3 separate regions of the Mus musculus genome follow, and regions 1 and 3 are each linked to region 2. A link is a contact called in public HiChIP or PLAC-seq data. All regions are on one chromosome and are shown on one strand. The core of a region is the stretch at or near the end of the contact, and the rest is flanking DNA. Distances in the headings are between cores, read along the strand shown.

Region 1 (4,881 bases), core at 957-3,456, 230 kb after region 2:
GTATATATTTGTATCTGTATGTGTGTGTGTGAAGTGTGTATATACTTGTGTGTATATATTTGTGTATGTGTGTGTGTATGTGTGTATATGTGTGTGAGAGTGGTTGGTATGGTGTGGGTGTGTCTCTGTGTGTACATATGTGTGATGTGTGCATGTGTATGTCTCTGTGTGTGTATGTGTGTGTGTGTGTATCTGTGTGTGTACATAAGTGTAGGTTCCCAAAAAAGTGTCAGACCCTCCAAAGCTGAAGTTACAGGCTACTGTGAGCAACCTGTCATTGGTGCTGAGAACTGAACTTGGATCCTCTGCAAGAGGCTTCATTGCCCTTAGCTGCCAAGCCATGTTTGCAACCCGACCTGCTCAGCCTCTTCTCACAAAGCAGCAGATGGATTTCGTGAGGTCTCCCTGCAACAAGCTTTTACCTCGATCTCCTTCTAAGACCCAGTGAGGCCACACCATGAGGTCAGAGCTCTCACCCTCACAAAAGGAAAGTAGGAAGACAAATTCTCAGTCAAGGGCAATCGAGACAAAAGGAGCGGCAGCAAGGAGAGAAATGACAGCTAGAGAAGGAGTCAATCAATGACAAGCTGGATGGGTCAGTCCTGAAAGGCTCAGAGCTGCCTCCAGGGCAGAGAGCTCAGCAAACAGCACACAGAAGCTGGGTATAGCAGTGCACACTTGTGATCTCAGCACTGAGCTGAAGGTCAGCCAGCCTTGGCTACTTAGTGTGTTTGAGGCCAGCCTGAGCTATGTGAGCTCTTGTTCACATACCCCAATAAAGACACACACACACACACACACACACCATGGCTTCCCTGCTGCTCAAAGCCACAGAGCAGAACCGAAATCTCCCACAAGCCTCATGGCAGGTACCCATGTAGGCCGAGCTGCCAGCCACAGGCCACACGCAGCTGCTGTGGTTGACAGCACAGCTCCATCCCTGGCATGTTGTCACCTCCTGAAACAAGAGTGAAAGTCACCGCATCCTCAGCTCCATCCTTGAAGCAGCCTCTGAACCACGCCCCCAAACTGTGGCCCCTCGTGCAGAAGGCCCATGAGGGAACAGAAAGTCTGATGCCTGTCAGTCACTCCAGCACCCAGGTGCAGCTCTTCAAGCTACAGATAACCGTGTGACATCACCCAGCTGTTATTATCAGCACTGTGAGTGTTTACTTCATCTTCAAAGAGAGTTCCAGACTGGTATCTAGTGACTAAGTGGAGGTCAGAGATCCTCTGACATCAGTCATGCCCAGAAGGGACAAGCCCAGTTGCCAGCTCTCGGTGACCATGTGCAAACTTTGAGCTCCTTCCTGCCCAGTGCCTCTCCCAGGCTCCATACATGCCCTGGCCATGAGGCTGTCCCTGATGGCTGCCAGTCACATAGACACGTGGGTGTCACCTTCTATTGTTTTCCAGAGCATTCTCTCTGGAGTCCAAACATTGCCACATTGCCACTGTTGACACCACCTCTTAGAGAGCCTGCCCTTTATGACCCAACACAAGACACAAAAGGCATCAGACTGGTATTTCCTTTACCCCATAGGGATTTTTTATGGGGTTTTTATTTGGTTTCGTTTTTGGTGTGCTTCTGAGAATTGTCCTTTTGTTCTTCCGTTTGGTTGCAAAGAGCACTCTCCAAGGAATTCTGCTCAAAAAAAAAAAAAAAAAAAAAAAATCACACAGCTTTTTACCTGAAGCTTGTATCTCCAGAAGGAGACCTTCACCCACCACCACATCCTCCCAGGAAATAACAGCTTAAAGGACAGATGAACCCGCCATGGGGCCCTACTCCTCGCTGCTAGGCTCTGGGTAAGGTGAGCAGGGGCAGAAAGGCTGCATCTTCATGCTGGGACTCAGGAAGAGCCTCATTGTCTGTCTTAGGCAAGGACCTGCTCATCACACAGCCCAGATGTGAGCAGTTATTAGATCAACACTCCCCATACCACCACCATGGAGGAACCACTGACATTTACCTGGCCCTAGCAAAGGCCACCAAGGCCATGTCTGGGACTTTGAACTTTCAGTCACTCCCTAGTGAGGCCGTGCGTAGTATCGAAAGCCACCATCTTTTACGTTGTCTACCGAGGTAGAGGAAGTTTCTCAAAGACAAGCGATTGGAATCAGAGTTCAGAGGAAGCTGGCGTGAGAGCAAGGGGAGCCCCTGGCCTGCCTATCGCTGTACCAGAAGCTCCAACTGCCTCAACTCACAGCATTCTTACTTGCAGCTACATAGCCCCACCAACATTGCTAGGCTGAGCAGGACCAACCGACCATCTGCCTGGTCATGCAATGTGCAAGAAAAAATAAGAAGAATGTGCTGGAAGGTCAGAGCGCTAACCATCTAAGGCGATGATGGGTAGGCGCCAAGGCCCAGGGACATAGAAGTGTTCTGTAAAGGAGTCCCAAGTCTCCATTGGGTGAGTAATCTCATCTCTGAGCACAAGGAATGCTCTTAGAACAGGTTGTACCTGACCCGCCACAGTCAGCTCTGCACTGTCCGTGGAAATTCCTGGTATGACCATCCTAACCATGTGTTCGTCTTCCTAGTACTGCATCACCAACCTAAGGATTGACTGAAGCCCAGGGAGATGACCTCACTACCCATCACCAGAAGAGACTCTCAAACCCAGCTGCCCCTTCAGAGCTGACTCCTGGCATAAGGATGCCCTGATCTGGGCACAGCCCCAGAAACCTATCCCTGGACTCTGTCCGTTGACCACAGGAAGAGCTCCAGTTGAGTCAAAGGGGAGTCTGGCTAGTGGTAGGGCTGCAGGATCCAGCTTAATCCCCTTACTCATCTAAAAGGTCACTGAAGGGGCAGCGGCCTTAAGGGGCAGATCATCAGTGTTGACTACAAGTTCAAAGAATCCACAGAAAGCCACACAGTGCCCCCTGGCTCCAACCTCAGAAATGGAGCCGACCCTGACTCAGAGAGGAAACAAAGGCTGACTCACTCACCCTCCACTTCCTCCTTTTGCCCAGCTCAGCCAAGACCAGCACTGGCTTCCAGCGACAGACAGGTGACCACTACTTGCAAACCTGCAAGGGGGAGCACAGGCTCACTCTGCCAAGGACCACCAGACCTCGATTTACTACTGCCCTCACCCTCTGTATCTTCCACACAGTGCATGGCTGGTAATGGCGCTGTCCTGTCTTGTCCTGCCTTGACCTTGGCTGTGTTATTCTTCACTTCCCTGTTCAGCGCACAGCCACACTTTCCAAACATCATGAATCATCAGTACAGAGCAACGGCCACTTAGTAAAGCAGGAAACCACTGCACGCCAGGCCTGGACAGAGCAGTTCCCTGCTCTGGCCTCTCCTGTCCCCTGATCACTGTGACACAAAGCCACAGTGGAGGTCCCAGGGACTATTGCACCACTGGGTATTCAACCCCTACACCATCAGCCCTTATACTGGGCAGGATCTTCCTAGCTGAGCCTTCCCTGCCTGAGCTGGCTAAAGTGAAGCTGGTATCTTCCAGTCTCAGAGGGAGGGAAAGAGGTCAGGTCATTCAAAACCCTGGCTGTTAGAAAGACTGTATCCGGTAGACAGCAGAGCCATCAAACAGACATGGGGCTTCCTCTTGCAGCCTTGCAGTTATGAACAAAGGTTGCCTCTGTCATCAAAGCCCCTGCAGACTAGACCCCCTCTGAATAACATGCAGCAAGTTCCCAAAGAATGGACACCAATGAAGCCCATACATCAATCAACAACAGGGACTGATGAAATGGCTTAGTGTTAACAAACTTGGGGATCCAAGTTCTAATCCCCAGAGCCCACATAAGAAGTAAGTGAAGCACAGCTCCCGGTTCTGGGGAGACACACTGGGAGAGTCTGTGCTTGCTGACATCTGCTCTCTCCAATCTGTGAGCTCAAGTGCAGTGAGAGACCCTGTCTCAAAAGGTAAGGTGGAGAGGTGACTGAAGACACCACCCATGTGGAGCCATGTCTTCCCTGTATGTATGCACACATAATCATGTTAAAAAATGAAGACAGCATGAACATGAAGTTTCTCTGACAGGTCATGTCTATCCAAGATGACCTCTTGTGCTCTCTGTCCCATGGTCTAGACTTTGATTATTTTTCTGAGTTCCATGGAGGAATCACACATGGCTACATTCTCTTAAGGAGCCTCCATTCGGTGACAGCTGGATGGATCAGGACAGATGACCAGGGTCAAGGGTAGAGACAGGCATGGCAGACCTTCCTCCTCAAATACCAAATATCCAATATAGTAATCAAATCCCAGATCGCAGACATTATGGAATTAACTAAATTAGCCGCTGCAGACCATGGTTCTGGATAGCCAAACAGATCCAAGTGTCTTAAAAATATATAAATCACAATGTTCTAGCCCTTCACATCCGGAAACACATTTTAGACCCTTGGAGATAATAGAAGTATCGCCTGAAAACAAAACAAAACAACCTGTTTCTAGAGCTGGAGAAAGAGTTCAGTGGCTAAGAGTACTGGCTGCTCATAGAAGACCCAAATCTGGTTCTCAAGACCTACAGAGAGGCTCACAAGCATCTACAACCCCGGTTCCACGGAGTCTTCTTCTCACCTCCACAGGTGCCCAGCATGCACATGGTGCACATACACATATGTAGACAAAAAACTCATACACATAAGCTAAAAATAAATTTTTTAAAAATCCTGATATCTCATCAGACATCTGGGAGAACCAAGGTCCAGATGACTTCCCGAAGGTCACACAAGGTAAAGCAGAGCCAAGAGAGCTCACAGCCTCTGGCTGGTAACTTAAGGTTGTTTTTATTTATCATAACTGTCATTGCAGTGGGTGAATAATCTAGGAGCCAAATCAGATGTCCTTCACACCCTCTGAAGCTACTCTTAGGATGAGCCAGAATGTTCTGCAT
Region 2 (4,579 bases), core at 1,594-4,093:
CTCCTGTCATTCTTTGAAGGCAGGGTTTCATCTCTTAATTAGAGGGTTCCTTTGTTTCTTTAATGTTGAATGGTACTCAGCTCAGGGTGTCATGGGGAAATCACCTTGTGGATCCTGCTTGCTGCCAACACCCAAGGGCCTTAAGTGAAGGGGACCACAAGGAATCTGGGGGTCTCCACCTGCCCTGCCAAGGGGGTAGGGAAGAGGAGAGGTGCCTAGACAGGTACAGATGTGTTTGTGTGCATGTGTGAATGAGTGTGCATGTGTTCAAGTGAATGTGTATGTGTGTGTGTATGTGTGTATACGCACATGTGTATGTGTGTGTAGGTGTGAATGTGCATGTACATATATGTGTATATGTGCATGTGTGTACCCATGTGCATGTGTGTACGAGTATGCATATGTGTACAAGTGTGAATGTGTATGTGCACATTCTTGTGTGTGTGTGTGTGTGTTGGGTTGGGAGGGGTGTCACCAGCTGTTCCTACTGAGGTTCACATAAACCGTTTCCAACTTTCAGCAACAAAGGTTCTGCAAGAAAGAATTGTGACTTCTGCATCAACTTAGTGTCCCTTCCCCAGGCGGCTGTTAGGGCTTGAGGCTGGCGCCAGTGGGAAGCACCAGGAGCCACTCGGTCCCTTAGGTACCTTGTGGAATTTCTCAATCTAATTTTGTTTAGTTTGGGGGAACTTTTTTCTTTTAGATATTTGGTCCTAGGGAAAAAAAAATTTCCTGTGGTTTCTCTCCTATTCACCCTTAGTAATCGCTGCTTTTGAGAAAGACTTTCTCCATTTTCCCATAAAACCAAAACATGGCAGACATCCCTTGTATCTGGATTCCACTCCCACCGCCTGCTGTCCCCCCAAGCCCTTTCTTCACCCAGGGCTTGTCCTCTTGTCCTTGATGAAGATCCTTCCTGCAGAATCCGGCTGGATGAATAGAAACTCAGGGTTGCATGTGGCCTGAGTCCTACCCACAAGGTTCCAGGAATACCCTCTGCCTCAAGGACCTCAGGCTTCATAGCAGGGTGTGTGGGAGAGTCCAGTTCCCTCTGATGTAACCCTGGTTGTCCTGTGTCCCTTTTCCCTGTGGGCACTTGTAACTCATCACCCTTCACCGGCTGCTCCTTAACTGTCACCTGGGTCAACTGTCCTGTACAGTGCCACGTGTTCTTCTTCAACCAGGGCTTCATCGCTCCATCTTCCCATGACTTCTGTTGTGACAGTTTTATAAAGAGACCCTTGTAGCCTATTCTTTGGCTGTCAGACTACTGGGGACTCCAAGAAACTGGAATTTCTCTGGGAATCTCAAGCTGTCAGATGGAGAAGGCCTTGTGCCAGCCAGAATCCCCCAGGAAGGGTCACACAGGTCTGACCATGTGTCACACCACCTCACAGGAGACTGGAGCCCAGGTGGTGGTGGTGGTGGTGGTAGTGGTGGCAGTGGCAGCGGCAGCAGCTCAGTGATGGGCGGGGCCACACCTTGGCCAGATCTGCTTCTCTGCGCATTCACTTGCTTTCTACTTAACCCTAAACCTCATGCCAGGATCTCAGAGATGGACTTGAGGGTTGCTAGACCCCTTTGTTCTTCCCACTGTGGCCACAAAAAATAAATCTCTTTTCTCTGCTTTTATTGCTACTTCTTTAACTGGGGAGGGGTAGCCCTGGCTAACTTTTTTTTATAGCTACCAGGACTCAGGCTTTGACCCCAGCAACCCCATAACATTCTCCCTGACGTTTGTCTCACACAGCCACCCACCTGCTGTTTGCTAACCATCCTTTCTTTCTTCAGCTGGGAGGAGTCAGGAGCAAGCAGCCTGTGAGTCACGTTCCCTTAAGGGTTCCCACTGATATGCTGTGATCATGGACAGGTCCCCTGACAACCAGAACTTCTGCCACAGCGGCTCTCGGTACCCCACAGGTGAAGTCCTAGGTATTTACTGACTACATTTCACTCTCAAGAGGGACAGGGGCATTTCCACAATTCCCCTGTGGGTGGGGGTAGGGACTTAGATAGGCCGAGTCCCCAGCAAGCCCAGAATGTGTGATTCTTGCCAGCATCTGAGACCCCAGACAGAGGTGAGAATAGGAGTGGGTAGCCCCCAGCTTCCTAGCTCACAAAGCACAAATCATCACTAGATACAGGCTCCGTGAGGAGTAAGAAATCGGTACCATCGTGCAGCTGTAACCTGCATGCTGAAAGAGTCGGACATGACTGTCAGCAACATGACAGCCTGGGAAATGGGTACAAGGTGGGGCAAAGCCTTCCCGGTGGTTAACAAGGTTCTCCTGTTATCCCAAGCCCTGATCTCAAGCATCCTGCCATGTCCTGCCTTCAAAGGTGAAGGTGAACCTGAGTCTCAAGAACATGCCTGTTTCTACTACCTAAAGAAACATCCGGCCAGCTTATTAAAATTAGGCTAGAGGAAAGCCCAGCAAGGCCCCAGTCCGACTCCAAGAAAGCCGAGTGTCTTCTGAAAATAGGGTTGGGGTGACTGCAAGTAAGACCTTTCTCTGGGAGGACTAGCCAGCCACACTTAGATAACAGAGTACAAAGTACAACTAGGATCAAGGATGAGTCCCAAGCAAGCATAGAAAACCAGTGTATACTGTGCAACCAGGATCAGGGATCAGTATCCAGGCAAACAGCCAGCCAGTGTGCAGTGTGCATGCAGAATCAGCCAAGGTAGGTGACTAATGTTTAGAGTGTGACCAGGATTGAGGATCAATATCCGGACAAACCTAGAGGCCCATGTGCAGCGTGCAACCAGGACCAAGGGTCAGTGTCCAGGCAAACAGACAAGCTATGTCCAATGTGTAATCCAAACTGTGAGTCAGCGGAATCAGAGACAGAGCCAGAGCCACCCATGCTTGGCTGAGAAACCAGATACCAGCTCTGGGCAGGAACTCACCCTGGGGAAGCTGTTGCCTCATTCTCTAGGCCCTTACCTCTTGCCTTCCTACAAAAACCAGGCCAAACAGGATTTGGGGTGTGGCCAGGCTGATCAGCCTACGTCACCATCCCGGTCACAGTCTGTCTGGGCAGAACCCAAGGGGTCTGTGGGTTCTCGCAGCCTTCTGCATCCTACTGTAATATGGGTAGATTTCCTGGAGGCCACCGAGCATACTCCTTCAGTAGAGGCTTTACCTCAGACCAGCAGGTGTTCAAGAGGAAGTGGGGGCGGTTCCATGTCTCTCTGGGACTTGCACCCCAGTTGACAGGGTCACAGGGACAATCTGAGGCATACCCCTGGGATCTGTGGCCTTTGGCCCCCAGGCAGCCCACCCATAGCTCAGAAGGTATGAAGTGGGAGGTGAAGGAGAAGCACCGGAAACCTGGTGGGAAACAGACATGGGAACACGTGAGCACTTGTCCATCTCACTGGCTGGGTTCCATGTGTCACCTCTGACTGCCCTGCTCTGTGCGTTGTCAGCATTGAACACTTGATGTGACCACACCCCCTGGTCTCCAGGCTGCAGCCCTTTGGAAGGATGTGCCTGTGTTGGCTACATTTCTTCTTGCCTTGACAAAATCTTGGACAAAAGCAATTTGGAGCGAGAGAACGTCCATCCTTCACAGTGGGGACTGTACAGGAGAGTTCAGGGTGGCTGGAGGCTGTGCTAGAGCTCCTGACCTGACCATCAGACTAGGAAGTGGAAAGGACACCATAGCTCCTCATGGAAGCAGAAACTGGTTAAGACCCTGTTCTCCAGTGACTTACTTTCTCTAGCTAAGCCCCGGCTCTTAAAGGGTCCATGTTTCCCCCAAGCATCATTCCTACTGCATAAACCTGAGAGGGACATTTTGCATTTAAAGTCACAGTCAAGTAGATCAACCTTGGCCAGAAACAATTTCTCTTTCCCCAGCAACTAAATACAGTACTGCAGATCTTGGGGAACCTGGAGAGGAGGGTGACAAGAGTCAGGGGTGAGGAGAGACAAGAGCTGGCCTGTCATCCCTATATGAGGGGTGTCCCTGGTGGCTGGAGATCCTGGAGTGCCTTTGTTTTCCTAGGGACAGCAACTGCCTCAACCCGTGGTGTGAATGCAACAGTTGGCCCATTTATCACTTTGATTTTTAACTCCCACCTTCTCAGTCCCATCCCCCACCCTGTCCCATATCAGCAGTTCAGTGGATGCTCTGCTCCCAGGGGTGTGACTTTTTAAAAAGGTAAAAACTGTTGGCTGGTGGATGAGGGGGAGCCAGCCTGGAGGAGCCAGCATCTGGTTTTACAAGTCTGGGATCTCCTTTCAACCCTCTCAGTTCGCTGCTCTCCAGATGGACAGGGAGGCTCGGAATGCATGTGGGAGACCGGAGGTTGGGGCTGGCGGTGAGGCATTGCAGAACCTCCATGAGTAAGAATGAGTAACCAGCTCAGAGCTCCTCCTAGCTGGGCAGAGGCACTGACCCAGTTCTGTATCAGCTGAAGGTGGAGCTGGTGGGGCTGGTGCCTGGTGTGGGCTGAGAAACCACCCAGATCTGCATACAATGGGCCACTGCAAGCCCAGAGACCCGGAAGTCCTCCCAGAGCTCACGCCCCTGCTTCCCGTCCTGCATAGCTGTGTGTGGGAGGGGCCCC
Region 3 (4,467 bases), core at 48-2,547, 150 kb after region 2:
AACAGAAGTACTCCTGTGCTTCAGCAAACAGAGCCCGTGCCCACTTCCAAATGACATCAGCCACTAGCAGGGACATTTATTCAAGCCAACCTCAATAGATAGCGGGACATTTATTCAAGCCAACCTCAATAGATAGCGGGACCTTGTGATTGCTGAGGAAAGAGAAGACTTCCATCCCTAGAATATTCCTCTTCAACCACCAATGTGATGGCAAGTCTGCCTTGACCTGCCTTCCTTGTGGGGTAAGTTTTCCCCTGGTTTATAACTGCTGAAGCATTATGTAGATTCTTGCTTCCTTCCATCATCTGTGGCTCTCCCAACCTCAGGCCTCAGATGTTTTACCCCAAGAGTCCTCTGGTCACAGCTTTGATTTTTTTCCCTCTGTGGAAGAGCAATGCTTGTTCAGACACTGTGAAACAAGAAGACACACATCTGACACCCGCAGAAAGAAAATAAAAACAAAAAACAAAAAAACACCATTCCCACAGTGCTTTTAGCTTCTCCCAGGATTTCTCCAATGCTACCAAACCAGGGCATGTGTTGGAAGTCAGCAAACAGTTGCTTTGGGGAAAAATGTTTGGACTGTTGTAGCAGACTGGGGGAAGACTTGAGCAGCAAGGGTGTAGGTACCAGGTCTTCCCAGAGCCTCCAGTTCTCATCAACTCTCATGGAGGAAGCAAACAGAGACTCTCTGATAACACTCCAGGGCTCTTGTAGTGATCTAGAGAGCGTGAATGTGGAGTGACTAGCAGAGAGGCCTTGGATTTGATCTCTAGTCCCAGGATGCACTGCAGAGGCTAAGCAAGGACTCCCTTCCCAGGGATCCTGGCAGCATCTCTGACCCCTTGGAAAGGCTTCAATGGCAAAGAGCTACAGGCTGAACATGATCACAAAACCATCCATCACCTCTGTCCTCTCTCAACCAATCTGGAATCTTCCCATGACAGTGTCTCAGCCCGGACTTCCGCAAGGCTACCTCTTTTTCACAATTAAGGACTTCAGAAGAAATGATTCTGGGTGTGACTCATATGCTCTCTCGGTGACCAAGAAAAGGACTAGAGGCCCTCTGGTGCCAGTGACTCACACTCCTCTCAGGAGCAAAGGGCTCTGTTATCTTTTTCCTGATATTTTGAAAATGTTAAATGTCTACTTTATCAAGACATTGCCATTTAGAGCGGCTAGACCAGAAAGAATGGTCGCAGTGAGTCTACTGGAGGACAGGACTATCCCTCACCAGACACACTTGACATTCTACCTCAGGGGCACAGCTTCTACAGGGCTCCTCTGCCCGTGGCTCATGAACCAGAGCCACAGCCACTCAAAGAGGGACAGTTGGTTCCACACATCAGCCTCTGCCTCATGCAACTGAGGTTGAAGAACTCCTGAAACAGGTAGTATACCTCCTGAGCACTATGGCCTTTCCTGAAGCTACCAATGCCCTCCTTCTGATGGAGTTGACATGTGTCCTTCCCATTACATCAGCACCTTGAACAAAAACAAAAACAAAAACAAAAACAAAAACAAAAACAAAAACAAAACAAAAGATAAATTCTTCTAATCCAGGAAGACTCCACTGGTGATATCAGGAAGGGCAGGTCTGCAAAGTCCCCAGTGTAGAGTGACACCCTCAACTCCTTCCCCTCATCTCACAAGTCAAGAGCCCTTCACCATCAACCCTGGCACCACCACCCCCCCCCGAGGCTCACTCAAGTTTCACTGTGCAACTGAATCAGACTCACAGAGCAACCCTCACTTGCCATTCCTCTGAGCAGAGCAGAAGGGAAGAGACGCCTCCCCTTCACACACCCCTTGTTCAGCTGACGCACACTCCGTACCTGCTGCCTTCCAGACCATGCTTCCACTATGGCTGCCCTGACGATGCTTAGTGAAACTTAATAAGGCTCTGCTAGTCCCACTTCTTTGACAAGGAAAGCCTCCAATTCACTACCCCTCATTAATGACTAAGACCTGCTCCTTGTGGATCCTAGATCAGATCTATACTCACCCACACACTCCCGCCAAAATCCTCAAGAAAGGGGGGGGGGTGCCATGCAGTGGTTTCAGTCTGATAATGTGCCTTCCTGAAGGATCATGTGCTGGGGACCTACTGGCCAGCCATGATGGATCAGAATCACCTGGGAGACAACCCTCTGGGCGCACCTGTGAAGGATTATCTAGAGCGTGTTAAGGGAGGTAGGGAGAGCCAGACGCTAAGGGCTGAGGTTCTGGACTGTATGAAAAGAACAGGTGTATCTTTAAACCTCCACATAGGTATGATGGCATGTACATTATGTGTGAGCATGCACCTATGATGATGATGATGATGCTAATGATGATAACAGAATAACAGAAACAATACATGTTAAAGGGGGAAAGTGGTCTGAGCACCACGCATCCATCTCTCTCTGCTTCCAGATGGCAGGTACACTGTGACCAGTGGCCTCAAGCTCCAACTCTCGTGCCTTTCCCCTCCATGATGCGCCTTAGAACTGTGAGCCAACATAAGCTCTTCCTTCTTTAGGTCACTTTTTTCCGTATTTCCTTGAAGCAATGGAGAGTAATACCACAGGTGACCGGCTTTGGGGAAGTGGTTACAGACCCTGTCTTAATCGATGACTGATCTCTTCGTGGATTTATAATTTGATAGTGCGAATGGATAGTGGCAGAAATCAGGAGGTGGGGTCTGTTGGAGAACGTATGTACATACGTATGTCACCGGATGTGACCCTTGACCTTCTCTCTCTGCTTCCTGGCTGCCCTGCTGTAAGCGGTGTTTCCCTGCTGCCTTATTCTGGCGCTATGCTCCCCCCAAACACGCAGCTGAAATCAATGGAGCTGGACATGGAGTTCCGTCCACGAAACCATGAGTCAAAATAAACTCTCTCCAGAAGCCATGTGCTAATGTGTACTCTCCTGATAATCTGCTCTCCAACTCTGCCAAGTACTCACAGTGAGTACCTGCAGTCATGGGTTCCTGGTGGAAGACCAGCTTCTATACTGCTCCACTGCGAATTTAAGAGCCTGAAAGGGGGCTAGCGAAATGGCTCAGCGGGTTGGAGTATTGACTGCTCTTCCGAAGGTCCTGAGTTCAAATCCTAGCAACCACATGGTGGCTCACAACCATCCGTAATGAGATCTGATGCCCTTTTCTGGTGCATCTGAAGACAGCTACAGTGTACTTATCTATAATAATAAGTAAATCTTTGGGCTGGAGCGAGCAGGGACTGAGTGGGGCCAGGTTGAGCAGGGTTGATGGGAGTGAGCAGAGGTCCTTCAGTTCCCAACAACCACATGAGGGCTCACAACCATCTGTACAGCTACAGTGTACTCATATACATAAAATAAATAAATAAATCTTTTATTTAAAAAAAAAAAGCCTGAAAAGTAACACCCAGGGCCCTACAATGACTCAAGGGGAAGGGATGGCCAAACATTAGGTGCCTCTGTGTACCTACACACCAACAGCAGCATCCCTACCAATAAATAGGCAGAATGAAGATACAGGAGATAAGAACTATAGGTGAGCCCTGCCTGAGTTGCTCCTTCTCCTGTGGCTTTGCCGGGCAGTTCAGACTCAGGATCTTCTATGGAGCTGCTTCGAGTCAAGGGTACCATCATCTCAATGATTGTCTAGGACAAGAGGATCCACACCCAAGATGGCTTCAAGGTTGCCCATCTGACAGGTTGGTGCTAGCCGCTGGCAAGGGATCATAACTACCTTGGACTGTCCGTGTGACTGATGAATGTCCTTCTGAGGTAGCAGCTAGCTTCCTCCACAGTGACCCAAGCAAACAGAGTGGAAGACACCACCTATACATGACCAGGTCTCAGAGGTCACACAAGGTCATTTCCACAGTACCCTGTCAGGTTCCAGGGTCAGTCCTCCTCTGTGTGGGAGGGGGTGTACTAAGAAGCAAGACTTCTAGGGCCAGCTCTGAGCTCTCCAGCTACCATGGAATGTGCCAGAAGGAAGACCTTTGCCCAGCTGGCAGTTATCCCACAGGGACCTTGCAGTCCCCACACTGCTCTGCCTCCTTATCTGTGGTCTTCCTTATGTAATTGGTTGTCGGTGTGCTCAGGAGAGGATGGGAGGCTCCTGGGTATCAAAGAATAATAGGTTCAATGTTAACTTCTTCAAATAGACCAAGTAACGCCACAGAGGGCCAAAGGTTGGCTGCAGCCCAACCTCTCTCCTTCCCTCTCCAAGGGCCCATTGAAATGTTGGAGCTTAGTTCAGACATGGTGGCTGAATATCAAACGATGGGACAGCCTAGGATATAGAAAAGCTGGGGACTTCACTACAAACTCTTTCAACCTGGCTGTTAAGTCTTGGTCCTGAGTCTGAGGAGCCCCTGGAGAATTGAAACAAATAGAAAGAATGATAATAACTAGCTCAGGTGTTAGAGCTGCAGGAGCAGCCTGTAGTTAACAGGTCCCACACCAGTGTTATGTGTGGTGGAAAGGTTA

The links. HiChIP or PLAC-seq counts read pairs in DNA pulled down with a chosen protein or histone mark.
Region 1: an HNF4G HiChIP or PLAC-seq map of pancreatic cancer cells shows a contact between it and region 2. The contact joins the promoter of A630001O12Rik here to the enhancer-like site in region 2. A contact is called at or near these places in 1 of 39 promoter capture datasets (neutrophils), 3 of 15 datasets of contacts at CTCF or cohesin (CD8 T cells and the NIH/3T3 cell line), 23 of 484 Hi-C or Micro-C datasets (3T3-L1-derived adipocytes, the AML12 cell line, the C2C12 cell line and 14 more), 24 of 115 datasets of contacts at active chromatin or transcription factors (the 230-238 cell line, CD8 T cells, the HPC-7 cell line and 15 more) and 1 of 9 other capture datasets (embryonic stem cells).
Region 3: a contact with region 2 is called in an HNF4G HiChIP or PLAC-seq map of pancreatic cancer cells. The contact joins two enhancer-like sites. A contact is called at or near these places in 2 of 15 datasets of contacts at CTCF or cohesin (the NIH/3T3 cell line and large pre-B cells), 13 of 484 Hi-C or Micro-C datasets (B cells, the Ba/F3 cell line, the CH12 cell line and 6 more) and 11 of 115 datasets of contacts at active chromatin or transcription factors (the 230-238 cell line, CD8 T cells, the HPC-7 cell line and 7 more).

The regions. Positions count from the first base shown.
Region 1 is chr8:126,846,814-126,851,694 of GRCm38.p6, forward strand. It overlaps A630001O12Rik (RIKEN cDNA A630001O12 gene), which reads left to right and starts at 2,207. Exons shown (of 2, transcript NR_151740.1): 1 at 2,207-2,417; 2 at 2,548-4,881. All of the region lies in intron 1 of Gm31718 (a long non-coding RNA gene), which reads right to left.
Region 2 is chr8:126,611,523-126,616,101 of GRCm38.p6, forward strand. No RefSeq gene overlaps it. Among named protein-coding and RNA genes, the nearest start is that of Gm31546, 18 kb to the left of the region's middle. Within about 2 kb of position 2,844, at least 216 of the 459 cell types and tissues checked have an H3K27ac peak or open chromatin away from gene starts, as enhancers often do. A contact at or near this core is called in the 230-238 cell line, 3T3-L1-derived adipocytes, the AML12 cell line and 21 more, where this site is marked.
Region 3 is chr8:126,766,579-126,771,045 of GRCm38.p6, forward strand. No RefSeq gene overlaps it. Among named protein-coding and RNA genes, the nearest start is that of Gm45805, 10 kb to the left of the region's middle. Within about 2 kb of position 1,298, at least 65 of the 459 cell types and tissues checked have an H3K27ac peak or open chromatin away from gene starts, as enhancers often do. A contact at or near this core is called in the Ba/F3 cell line, CD8 T cells, bone marrow-derived macrophages and 3 more, where this site is marked.